Linked DNA regions of Mus musculus: region 2 is linked to region 1. A link is a contact called in public HiChIP or PLAC-seq data. All regions are on one chromosome and are shown on one strand. Each heading gives the region's core, a stretch centred on a gene start, on an enhancer-like site or on the middle of the called end of the contact. The rest is flanking DNA. Distances are from core to core; before and after follow the strand shown.

The links. HiChIP or PLAC-seq counts read pairs in DNA pulled down with a chosen protein or histone mark.
Region 2: a contact with region 1 is called in a FOXA1 HiChIP or PLAC-seq map of pancreatic cancer cells. The contact joins two enhancer-like sites. A contact is called at or near these places in 3 of 39 promoter capture datasets (the C10 cell line, hippocampal neurons and pre-B cells), 2 of 115 datasets of contacts at active chromatin or transcription factors (astrocytes and pancreatic cancer cells) and 1 of 9 other capture datasets (liver).

What each region holds. Positions count from the first base shown.
Region 1 is chr8:10,128,365-10,134,851 of GRCm38.p6, reverse strand. No RefSeq gene overlaps it. Among named protein-coding and RNA genes, the nearest start is that of Myo16, 22 kb to the left of the region's middle. Within about 2 kb of position 3,836, at least 61 of the 459 cell types and tissues checked have an H3K27ac peak or open chromatin away from gene starts, as enhancers often do. A contact at or near this core is called in astrocytes and pancreatic cancer cells, where this site is marked.
Region 2 is chr8:11,320,321-11,326,807 of GRCm38.p6, reverse strand. All of the region lies in intron 3 of Col4a2 (collagen, type IV, alpha 2), which reads right to left. Gm46030 (a long non-coding RNA gene) reads left to right here. Exons shown (of 3, transcript XR_003947510.1): 2 at 4,375-4,616; 3 at 4,981-5,045. Among named protein-coding and RNA genes, the nearest start is that of Col4a1, 11 kb to the right of the region's middle. Within about 2 kb of position 2,882, at least 59 of the 459 cell types and tissues checked have an H3K27ac peak or open chromatin away from gene starts, as enhancers often do. A contact at or near this core is called in astrocytes and pancreatic cancer cells, where this site is marked.

The sequences.
Region 1 (6,487 bases), core at 2,587-5,086:
GAGAAACTGATGCAGAAAACATGCCATTTACAGGGGCCTGCAACAGGTTCCTCTTCATATATATTATAGCTATTAACTCAGACTTTATGAAACTCCTGATTATGAGACTGAGTGTGTCTCTGACTCTTGTGCCTGCTCTTGGGACTCTTTGCTTCCTGTTGGGTTGCTGTGTCCAACTTGGATATAATAGCTTTTACTTCATCTTAATTTATTGTATCATGTTTCATTGTTGTATCTGGAAAGCCTGTTCTTTTCTAATGAGGGACAGAAAGGAGGTGGATCTGGAGGGGTGAGGAGAGAGGTGGAGAGGAACTGGGGGAAGTAGAGGAAGGGAGAACTATAATAAAGATATATTGTATGAGGAAAGAGATAGGAGGGGGGAGAATTAGCATAGGAGCAGAGACACGGGGAGGGACTAACTCAGCGTGGTTGGACAGATTCTCAATCTGAGGAAGTCCCCAAGAGATCAAGACTTGTCAGAGAGATGCCCAGGATCACAGGCCTTAGCCTGTCTGTGGGCAGAGGCACCCAGGAAGGCAGAGGGAAGCTGCTTGGAGTTACAACGTGAGCTAGTGAGTGGGAGAGACAGCTCCAAGAGGACAGCCTCTCCAGAGTCTGAGGCCCACAGGTAGAGCAGTAAAGGAGAGAAGCAGCAAGAGGCACATTCTAGATTTGGAACTGGTACGCTGTGTGGTAGAGGCCAGTGAAGGCAAATGATCCATTCCCAGGAGGGTCAAATTGGCAATGTGATTTGGATAGGAGGAGCTGGGTTATGTGGGATCCAAAATGTCTCTCCTGGTTTTGCCACCATATATAAACAAGTGTGCAGTAAAACAGCTGAACCTGACCAATCTGTGAATAGAATCAAACTGCCAGCCTATTGCTCAGGGGCAGAGAGAACAAGAAAAAGTGTGAGAAGCTTTGCCAGGCTTATGGTGACAGGGAGTTGGGGGTTGTGCGTGTAAGCCAGAATAAAGCAGGAGCCAGTGGGTATACAAATCTGTGCAAACCTTGTTTGAGTTCATCAGGTTCCTTGCTGGAGGTAGTGGCTGTGGGTGATAGATCAGGAAAGCATTGGCTTTTCTTGACAAACAGAAATGGTACAAGACTTCTGAAGAATGCTGTTTAGATAGAAATTCTTCTGTTTATCCCATCAGGGTCCAACCCAAGCTGAGGCCACACTGCCATTTAGGACGTCAGCCACGGCACCATTTGGGGACAACTTTGGACCTAATAGCTATCACTGAATGAATGAAGTACTAGTGCAGGGTATAGCCCACCCTCCCTGCTGCTAGGAAACAGTGTCTCTTTGAGACTTTAACATTTTCCCCAATACAGAGGTACAACTTTCTGCAGGGGGTGTTATGAGGACTACATGTGACAGATCTGAGTTTTTTTTTTTTTTTTTTTTTTTTTTTACAGAGTATCACTTGAGATTGTTTTCCCATATCAGGCCACTCATCCACTTTTACATACAGTGGATGAAAAGCTACGCTTTCCCTTGCCACGGTACCTTGAAGTTTGTCCAGGGCAGGAGCCTGGAAGCAGGAGCTGATGCAGAGGCCATGGAGGAATGCTGCTTATTGATTGCTTCACATGGCTTGCTCACCCTGCTTTCTTATAGAACCCAGAATCATCACCATGGGCTGGGCCCTCCCAACTGATCACTATTTGAGGATACGGGTTACAGCTGGATCTCATGAAGGCTTTTCTTCAACTGAGGCTCCTTCCTCCCAATTGATGACTCTAGCTTGTGTCAAGTTGACACACAAATACAGCTAAGACAACTCTACAGAAAAGGATCCATTGTTATGGCTGAATAATATCTCATCATGTTTGGGGGAGGGTGTCACATTTACTGTGTCCTTGTGTGTGTTGATGGATACGTTAGTGAATCAGCATCTTTGGTGTTGCGATCAGCACAGAAGTGCAAATGGGAGGAGGGACTTTTATTGCATCTCCTCTGGGAATGCATTCACATGTAGGTAGCTGAACCATGCAGTAGTTCTATTTGTAGTCTTTGAGGACCAAGATACCGTTCCTTCTCCATGGTGATGATGCTAATTTACGGCCCCAGCATCAGTGACAAGAATCTTCTTCCCTTCACTTCTTCAGCAGAATCTGTCCATTCTATCTCCCATTCTGACTATTTGGATTCATACTTCCTCGGTTGCTTGTAAGACTGAGTGCTGTCTCATAGGGACCTTTTGATCATTTGCATCTTCTTTCGAGAAATAGCCCAGGTTCTCTCTCATACCTGGAGCCTAAACATGTTGTCCTCAGAGAATAGAAGAGCACGGTGAGGCCTGGTAACTTGAGAGAGCAGAGGAAGCTGGTGACAGGCTGGACCAGAGCAGAACAATGTGGCCACTCACGTGCTTTAGGACGCAGTGCAAGAGATGCTCAGTCTGGAGACAAAGATTCGAGGACCAGAAATTCTAATGACCTTGACTTCATAATTAGACACCATGATGACTGTATGCTGAAGTATTTTACTGTGTCCAACAAATATGTATTGCTTTTATTTTTCCCAGTAAAGAGAAAACATAAAATTAAAACAGCACTCTTCCTGGACAGAGGTCAGGATATCTCACACAGATTCTTGAAACCCTCCACAGGAGATATACCATCTCCTCAAGCGCAAAGTTTATCAGTTCCAGACCTGTCTTCCCGATCCACTGAGCAGGAGGTGCACAGCTGGGTCTCTGAACCCTAACAACCGAGGTGTCAGGTACCTTAAGTTCTTAAGAAGACCTCTTCCAGGATGGCCTAGTCGGTCATCAGTGGGAGGAGAGGCCCTTGGTCCTGTGAAGGTTCTATGCCCCAGTACAAGGGGATGCCAGGGCCAGGAAACAGGAGTGGTGGGTTGGGGAGCAGGGAGGGGAGGGGATAGGGGATTTTTGGAGGGGAAACTAGGAAAGGGGACACCATTTGAAAGGTAAATAAAGAAAATGTCTAATAAAAACAAACAAACAAAAGGAAGACCTGTTTCTTTATCACGTCTTTCCAAGCCTGTGCGCACCTTCCTCGGGGTAAACCTCCCTGACCACACTTCTTTCTCTCTTCTCACCTCCTAATTACTTTATCTACTTGTGTTTGCTGACTGCACATAAATATTCGCCATCCTGTGCCAGGAAGTTGCCTTTCTATCCCTGTTACCTGTCCTTATCACCTTCCACTATTTCTAATCTTTATAAGTTAAATTCTGTGTGCCCTCTACTTTATTTACAGGTTTCTGCTGCCATTGCAATGAGGCTTCATCTCTGTCATTTTATTAAAGCCATTTTGGGGGGTCACTAATCATCTTTGTTGGTCCTAGAGTTTTGTAACAACCCTCTGTCCTGCCATCCATGGGAACATGGTCCTTTAGGAGCAGAGACTAAAGCCTCACCACATCCCAGGATTTCTAATGTTCTGATCTTAGACTCCCTTCAGGTCAATGATAAAATAAACTTCTGTTCTTTAGGCCACTTAGTCTGAGGTACTTTGTCATAGCAGCACTACAAGATGAACACAGCACCACGCATCCACTGAGAAAACTAAGCCGTGAGTTAGCATGGACTTGCACTGTGTATGAAGCCCGAACACGTATGGCTTTCTAAATTGTCCTCTGCCTGGCTCTCACTGGGCACTCAAGGACCCTCAGGGGAAAGGGCTAAGCAATGCTTAGCCAGTATGTATAGTTAGCTCTTTTTACCTCCCAAGACTTATTAGTACTCTGGGTATCAATTCACCACGAATGAATAATACTTTAAATGACATCAGCTTCCGCCAACATGAAGAGGTTACTATGGTGATGGAGCAAGTTCTTCAGAGCACAAAACAAATACCATGCTTGATATATTAGTCATCCAGGGAGAACAGCGGCAGGAGAGCTGCGGCATTCACTCCGTGAATGGCTGTCTATGCAGAGTCCGTGTCAGCAATTCTGCCCTGCTTTTCTGAATATCAAATCCGGGACGGTTGTACTGAGAATCTTGGCAGATTTACAAAAGTATTAACACTCATATTCAGAGACGTTTGTTTGTTGTTTTTGTTTGCTTTTCTACCTTATTTCTTGGGGTTCATATTTTTAACAGGTTCATGGGTGTTCTCTGCTCAAATGCCAAAAGGAACACCCTCCCCAGAGCTCCTTCCCCATTCGACTGTGAACTCAGTGAATTCCCTCTCTGGCCATTTAGACCTTACATTATCCTGATGCTAATTCCGGTTGGTGTTTTTAGTGTAAGTTGTTTCCTGTGAATGTTTCCTTGAGATTTTTTTTAATGGACACAATTGAGATAGTAAGGCTCCTTTTACTCATAGATTCCTCCAATTAATCTTGTTCAGAAAGGCTTTAAAACAGCAAAGAGACAAAATAAAGGACTGTCAAGACTGCAACAGGCAACCCTGTCTTCTAGGGTGAGGAGGAGACTTGGTTTGAGCACATGGAAGAGAATCCACCTCATCAGGAGCTGATGGCTGGAGAAAGGGGGAGAAAAGAGAAAAGACCCAACTCTGGGAAGCATCCCTAAAACCAAACCCCACCACAACCACAAGCATTCCTGCCTCAGCCATGTTATGCTGGTCATGATGGTTTGTATGTGCTCGGCCCAGGGAATGGCACTATTAGAATGTGTGGCCCTGTTGAAGTAGTTGTGGCCTTGTTGGAATAGGCATGTCACTGTGGGTGTGGACTTTAAGAGCCTCATCCTAGCTGCCTGGAAGCCAGGATTCTGCTAGCAACTTTCAGATGAAGATGTAGAACTCTTAGGTCTTTTTGCAGCATGCCTGCCTGGATGATGCCATGCTTCCTGCATTGATGATAATGGACTGAACCTATCAACCTGTAAGCCAGCCCCAATTAAATGTTCTTATAAGAGTTGCCTTAGTCATGGTATCTGCTCACAGCATTAAACCTTAACTAAGACACTGGTATACATAGGTCCTGTGCTGGTTTCTGATATGTGAGTAACAGGTCCGAGCCACATTCCTACCCTGTCTCTCAGTTTTATCCAGTCACGTCTGGTGCTGAATCATTTGAGTGGTACCTGGGACCTATGGGGGCAACAGGGAGGGAGGCTCCAACTGCTCCACCTCTCTGGGTAACTAATGTTCATGTCTATGCTCCCTTTCTTGTCAAACATGCTGCAAAGCTTGGTTTGCTAGCAAGATTCCTTGCCGTAAGCAATTTCTGTTCATGCTGGGGAGAAATTTTGTAAAATCACAGTTCTGATTGTTGCTTTGCTTCTGAGGATGTAAAAACGATGAAGGACCACCAGGATCCTAGCCATATATATTCAGAAGGATTGCTATGCTTCTCGACTATTCCTAAACTGGACCACATCTTCCTCAAATCATGTGAAACAAAACCACCCCTCTTTATTACTATAAAAGCAATGCACAAATAAAATGAATACCGTGAAATAAATGAATGAAAGTATAAACTATTTTTAAAATATAAATCATGGGGGCGGGAGGGATTGCTCAGTAGTTAAGAGCACAGACTGCTCTTTCAGAGGTCCTGAGTTCAATTCCCAGCACCCACATGGTGGCTCTCAACCATCTGTAATGGGATCTGATGTCCAGAGGTGTATCTAAAGACAGCTACAGTGTACACATATACATAAAATAAATCTTTTTAAATATATGAATTATGAATATATTATTAATTATATTATAAACATATATGAATTATGGCTCCACACCCCATAGGTAATAATTCTGCCTTTTACGTGCTCTTTGCAATTATTCTCTTAGCTTATCAAGGTAAATTTTCCTGCCTTCAAATACATCATGAGATGTTTCCTGTGTCTTTAAATATTCATCAAGAAAATAACTTTCGCTGGTTTAATGACTTGCTTGACTGGGCTGAATATTATCCCATCAAACAAAAGCACCAAAAAATACCTAACAACTGATCTGTCATTTGACATTACTGCTGTTTCTAAATTTGGGGCAAGGCAATGGGTTTGAGGTCTTTGCATGTAAGCGACATGTGTCTCTAATCGCCTCCTTGGGGTAAATTAAAAATGTGGTTACTGAGGTAAAAGACATAAAAATTTCAAAGGCACTCAAATGAATCACTGAATTGTTTCACAAAGGTCATCCAAGCTCGTGTTCCCACAGGGGAACCAACCTGAATTGCTTTTGCCGGCTTCTTCTCGGGGACTGTTCTGATGAAAATGTTCAGGTGTGAAGGACAGTGACATCACTGTAGAGGGAGCTGATATCTCTGTACTAGAAATTTACCCAGTGGACAAGGTAAAGCTCACACATGGTTCCCTGAACAAAATGTTCAGGACATGATATATGGCTGAATGAAGTCCAACTAAGACTCTTCCTGGTAACTGAGAGAGAGTACATCAAAATACAACACAGGAGATGAGCATTGGTGTCATAGAGCCAGGCCACATAGGAGGTGAGCACTGATGTCATAGAGCCAGGCCACACAGGAGGTGAGCACTGATTTCATAGAGTCAGGCCACACAGGAGGTGAGCACTGATG
Region 2 (6,487 bases), core at 1,633-4,132, 1.2 Mb before region 1:
GAGAGCGGTGGAGGCGGTCTGGTGGGAAGGAACAGTTGTCACGCTGACTTCAAAGGAGCTTCCAGCCACTCTGAACTTCCAGGAACACTCCTGAAGCCTGCTGTAGCTTTCTGATTCCCATAATCCACTCTGAATGCTTGTTCAAGGATGGTCGAGCTCAGGTTCACCTTAATACTTTCAGCCTCAACTTTGTTAAGGTTGTAATTAATGTTGGCTGTGTAAGGAAAGCTCATTTTTATGGGGATTAGAAGCCATAGATCATATTGTCCCCTTTTATAGTCTTCACTGAAGCTCAGGATCACACGTGTGACCTGAACCCTCAGGGTTCAGGCCCTCATGTACAAAGATGAGAGTTTTGCAAAACAAGAATTCCTTTGCCTTCTCACAGGTAAGCAAAAGAAAGCAACCCTCCTCACTGCCATCTCCGAACGCTTGCCTGTAGGTGTGCAAGCTGCCAGGATTAAGATGTAGATGCTACTGGTGCCCAGACAGCAGTCCCAGGCAGACCGAGGTCCCCAAGGTAGCAAGGGCCCCTTGCAGGGTCCCTATCAGAGTCGGAAAGGCAAAGTCCAGGGCTGCAGGCTGACCCAGGACTGGGATGTGAAGGGGGAATTGGAACCGTGTGCTTGTTCCTGTCCTCATTTCTGACCTCCAACTAGGGGTGGGACTGTTTCTAGTTTGGTATTTTATGTATTCAGGGAAGGAATCATGGCTCCTCTGGGCTCAGACAGTTTTGTCAGAGACCACACTGAATGGGACAAAGTGCCTTTTTGGGTAAGCTCCCTTGTCCACACCACTTGGTGGATGGGTCTCAGAAGGAGTGAGTCTGGTGGTCCATATTGGATGTGATTGGGACACTGGTCCTCAGTGAGTGTGTGTTTGTGAGTGACTGTGTATGTGTTTGAGTGTGAGTGTGTATGTATGTCTGTATGTGTTTATGTTTGTGTATGTGTATGTTTGTATGTGTGTTTATATGTGACTATGTGTGTATTTGTGTGTGTCTGTGTGTGTATGTATATGTGTGTCTATGTGTTTATGTATGTATCTGTGTATATGTGTGTGAGTGTCTGTGTGTGAGTGTGTGTCTGTGTGTGTGTCTATGTGTCTGTATGTCTGTGTGTCTCTCTCTATGTGTGTGTGTCTATGAGTATCTGTGTGTGTGTCTGTGTGTTTCTGTGTGTGTGTGTGTGTATCTGTGTGTGTAGGACAGATGTAGACCTCAGGTTGCTTTCTCAATTGTTTTCCGCCACATTTTCTGAAACAAGGAATTTCCCTGATCTCACAGCTCACATATTCAGCTCAACTGGCTAGCCAGCGAACCCCCGAAGTCTGCCCATCTCCACTTCCCATGCACTGGGAATGCAGGGATACAACCACCTTTGTCGACTTTTTCATGGGGTTCTGGGGTTTGAATTCAAGGCCTCATGCTTGTATGGCAAGAACTTTACAGCTCAGCCATCTTGCCAGCCTCCACTTTCCACATTTTCACCCACAATGAACATAAGGCTGAATTTCCAGAAGCACCAAGGTGGCTTTTGGGCCTCTGTGACCCCGAGGACAGAGCTCCCTCAGCCCAATGTGCTCACTGGCCACATGCCCGATCCCCTCTGGGTCTGCAGCTCAAGGAAAAAAATGCAGGGCATGAAATGGAAATACTTTGGCACACTGTCTTGCAGTGGAAGCATATTTTACATTAGCTTGACTCTGCAGATAAGCCAATGTCTGCCTACCCCAGTAGTTTTAAATACGGCAATTCAAACCAAGTAGAACCAGTGGAGAAGAATGTCCCTGGCTGACTGTGAGTGCACAGTTTTGATGGACGTGCCTTTGGCACTCAGCACACAGATTAGCACTGTGATTCTGAGCAAAAAGGCCCAGTCACTTGAGTTCGGCCCAGGATGCATCTTGCCCTTTCTTTCCCTCTGGTTCCTTCCGAGTCAGGCCCTCACCACTGCACCAGAGACTGACTGGGGACAGGGCCCTGGGCTTTTCTGTTTGCTCCTGCCTACACACAGTCCCCAAGCCCCATGCCTTCGCATGGGAGGCCAGAAGGCTCTTTCCCTCGGATTGATTCTTCCTCCTCCCGTCTACTCAGCTCCCATCATAGGTAGCAGGGACCAAAAGCAGTATCTCTCGAGCTGTCTGCTCTGTGCAGGAGATATTTCTCCTCACGGTGTCATGACTGCTGTTCTTTAAAACCCCAAGATTTTCACTGCAGAGACCAAGGTGGTAATTTTATGTTGTATGTTTTACCATGGTTTTAGAAAGAAGAGTCTATGAAAACCACACACACACACGAGAGAGAGAGAGAGAGAGAGAGAGAAAGAGAGAGAGAGAGAGAGAGAGAGAGAGAGAGAGAACAGGAGTCCTGAGGCAGGGTCACTTTCAGGTGAACATCATGTCTGTTTGTCTGTCTGTCTGTCTGAGATGTGTAGATGGCATTATAAGAGTTACATGTCTTTTAACTCATGACATGTATATGGGAACAAGACTCTAAAAGGGTGAGAGATCAGACACCTCCTTTTGTCTTTATTCTTAGAGATTCAAGGTAAACCTAAGGAGGATGCAGCCTTGACTAGAAGACAGGGATATTGTCTGCCCCACAGCAGAACTGAGGAGGGAGAACCTTAGACATCAGGCCTCCTTGAAGTGCCCATGAAAAGGCATTTTTTTGGACAGGGTTTTCTTTTCTGTGTGTAGCACAGGCTGCCCTGGAACTCATGAAGATCTGCCTGCCTCTGCTTCCTGGGTGCTGGGATTAAAGGTATGCACCACCACCCAGCTCAAAAAGGCAATTTTAAATTGGTTGGTCTGTCTGTCTGTCTCTCCTCTGTTAAGGAAACAGACTTTGACCTGCTTTGCTCCCTTGTTTTCATAGGGGATGGATAGCCCAAAGGTCAGACTTGGCTCAAGAGACTCAAACCACAGCTGTTTCAAATATCACTGTAGTCCAGTTGTTCCTTATTCCAGAACTTTCTGGCAAGACTATACCTTATTCTTACGGGACTGTTTGTTTGTTTGTTTCCAGTGCCTGGCATGGAACCCAGGCTCTCCTGCTTGCTAGGCAAGTGCTGCACCACTGACCTACAGCTCTAGTCTGCTTCTTGCATTTGTATTTTGAGGCAGGATCTACCAGATCATCCAGGCTGGCAACTGATTTCACTCTGTCGCTCAGGCAAACCTTCCACTTGTGCTCCTCCTGCCTCAGCCCCTCAAGTAGCTAGAACAACAGGCCCACAGAACCAAGGGAGACACAACTCTATCCTTAATTGCTAGTCTTCCTCAGTCAGGAATTTTTGGATTCAAAAAGAAAAGGTTAAAAAAAAAAACCACCAAAAAAACAGCAAGAAACAAAAACCCAACGCCAAGAGCCAGCATGAGTAATCCCGCTTCCTTCCCCTTCTAGAGTGAAACAGCTCATTCATTTCTAGAATGGTAAATTCCAATCAGGTGAGATGCAGATAACAAAGTGCTGTTGTTGGAGAACTCAGCACCCACAAAAGGGAAGGACAGAAGAGCCAAGGAGGGCAAAGGGCACTGGGGTGCTGGGGTCTCTCTGGGCCCAGGTCCAATGGGACTGACCAGCTTGTATGGTGAGATAGGTAGGATGTGAAGGCTCATGGCCACTGTGGCAGAAGGAGACCATGATGGATCAACAGAAGAGCAGAAGGAAACCAACAGAAGCCAGGGCTGGAGCAGGCCTGTCTCGGTGTTGGCTAAAAATACTCTCTTTATGTGTTGGTGTCCAGATGTGGTTAAACACACCCAACTATGTTCAACAGCAATAGATGCTGCCACAGATCCCAGAGAGGGCCAGACCTTGGCCTCTGCATTCCTGTATAGCAGGAAGAGGGAGGAGGCCAGACAGTATGATGGTGGGAAATCCTGTCCAAGCTGGGGTCCTCTCTGGAGGGTGGGGTGGGGCACGGGCTCTGTTGGGAAGTGGCAGGGGAGGTTTGCAGACAGGAAAAGTGTGCATCCTGGTTCTTTCTCAGTTATGACTAAGCTACTTGACAAAGAAGTAAGTCGCCAAATAAGAAAGGAGGAAGGAGGCATTTCTCTGGGAGATGCTCATGGCTGGCCTCTTTTACCAGAGGGTCAGTGGTTCTCAAATGGCTGTAGAGAAAAGGAAGACACTTTGCCCTAGAAGCACATGGGAGGACATTTCTTTCTTTACTCAAGAGTTTAGTTGCTTCTTTATATCACACTCTGCCTATCCAGACTCTTCAAGCTTTCTGTCCCAACCCCATTATAATTGGACCTCCAAATTATTTAAATACAATTGTTATAAGCCTTCATTCTGGAACTAATTTAGCTACACCTTGATTTAACTTTAATGCAAATAAGAATTTCCTCTTTGCTGGTATTTTTCAGACTCAAAGGGAAATGGATCTCTCTGTGTGGAGGCATCAGGGATGTATCTAGGCCAGCTCCTACCATATGAGGCGGTACAGGGTGGCTTTGTACATGGGCACAAGCCTCTGGTCACCACAGCAATGATCTAACAAGAGCCATGAAGACATAGCATAGTTTTCATGCTCTGGACACTGAGAAAATGGGCAGGAATCCTCACCTCGTTTATCAACTTCCTGGCTAAGATGGCGGACTAGGGGACGGTAAGCAAAAAAAGGGTTTCATTCTAAAGACAGAGATGGGAGAAAGAACTAAACGCTAGGCAAGAGGGTGAAGATACAATGGTGGGTTTGCCTGTCCCTGGCTTGTGGGAGGAAAACAGAAGTTGCTTCCAAAAGGGAAACCTTAGACAGTTCTACCCTCCGGACAAGCCCACATCCTCCACAAACCTCAGGTCCAGAGTTTTCGTGAGACAGTGACCTTCTCAGAGAAGGTTCAGTAAAGGAGAGAAATACTATGTTGTCAAAGTCCCAGGAAAAGGCTCGGAGTGGCAGTTGTCCAGAGCAGACAGGCTAGACACCAGCAGAAGTGTATAAACCTTTAAATGTATTTCTTTATCTTGAATAGATGGTATGAAGGCGCTGATGCTGTAGTAGTTTGTAGCCCCTTGCTGAGTGCTATCTAGAACTGAGATGTCAAGGTCAGGCTACTTGGAAAGAAGATTGCTTAACCAAGAAGAGATAACCAAACGTACAGAGAAACAAACCCCAGCACAGGAAGGCAAGAGATATATGAGAGCCAGACATAACTCTTCCAACATCATAACTCAGCTACTGAGCTCAAAGGTACAGAAATAAGTAAAACCCCAGATGAAGATTTCCAACGTACCTGGTAAAAACGGTCAAAGGGCTAAGAGCAGACACGTTCAACCCAGAACCTAGAGGGTAAAGTTGTCCAAATGGATGAGAAAAGTAGCCGCTCGAAAGAAAAACTCATCAAGGAAAGACCCCAAAGACCAGCAGAAATCTCTTACATCTCATAAGCACTTTGGGCAAACCAGATACAAAATTCATATCCACAGAAATCACTCCTAGCTTTACTGTCTATCAGTAACGAATTCAGTAAGAGAATGAGGGTGTGGAGGCCAGAGTAGCTCCTTTTCAATCCCTTCAACACCTACATAAAATGAATAAGGTAGCCAAGGAAGCAAAGGATGGTTGCCATGGGAGCGTTAGGGTACATATGAAAGAAAGATGTAGGAATGGAAGGCCTCTCATGATCACAGACAGGTTTACTGGGAGGTCATTGGGGGTTTGACACCTGGCTTCAAAGTGTGGGGCAGAAGGCTTAGAATGGAGTCCTCGGTCCTCTCCCACCTTGGATCCTGCTACTGCAGACTCTTCTGCCTGCTCTGCCTCAGTCTGTCTCTCAGTGCCAATGGCTGGATCTGGGCTTTAGCACCCGCTGCTTGAAACAGCAGCAATGCTATGCTTCTCTCTGGCTTAGGATTCCCAGGTGCCAAATTGTCTTCAGGGCTCACATCCCTTTGTGGGGTCCTCCTGTCTCTCTCTACTGGGGTCATTTCCACCATGCATGAAGACTGGGCAGGAAGGGACCACAGAAAATGTGTCTTTAAAATGACTGTACCCTGGGCCCTCACATCCCTTTGTGGGGTCCTCCTGCCTCTCTTTCTCTACTGGGGCCATTGCCACCATGTGTGAAGACTGGGCAGGACAGGACCACAGAGGAAATGTGTCTTTAAAATGACTGTACCCTGGGCCCAGCCAGAGCCTCAGGACAGTGCGAGGAGGCCATGTCTGTGACCGTGTGAGGCCAGAGCCTCTTCCCCTGCTCTCGCAGGGCTCTGTAACCCCATGGCCACCAAGATCAACATTCAGTTAAGAGCACAGGGCTCAGTGAGTCCTGCCAGTCACTGGATAATGGCTCCATGGAGTTCCAAACACAAATTCTCTAATTCCCACATGGAAGATCACCGAAATGGGCAGAAACTCGGAAATAGGAATTTTATGGGTGGGGTCAAACAATCCCTAGGAAAAAATGCAAATCACCATGGGCAGTTGCCCTCACTCCCCAGATGCTTCATCCAGTGGAGGTAACATTTAATTTTGGGGGA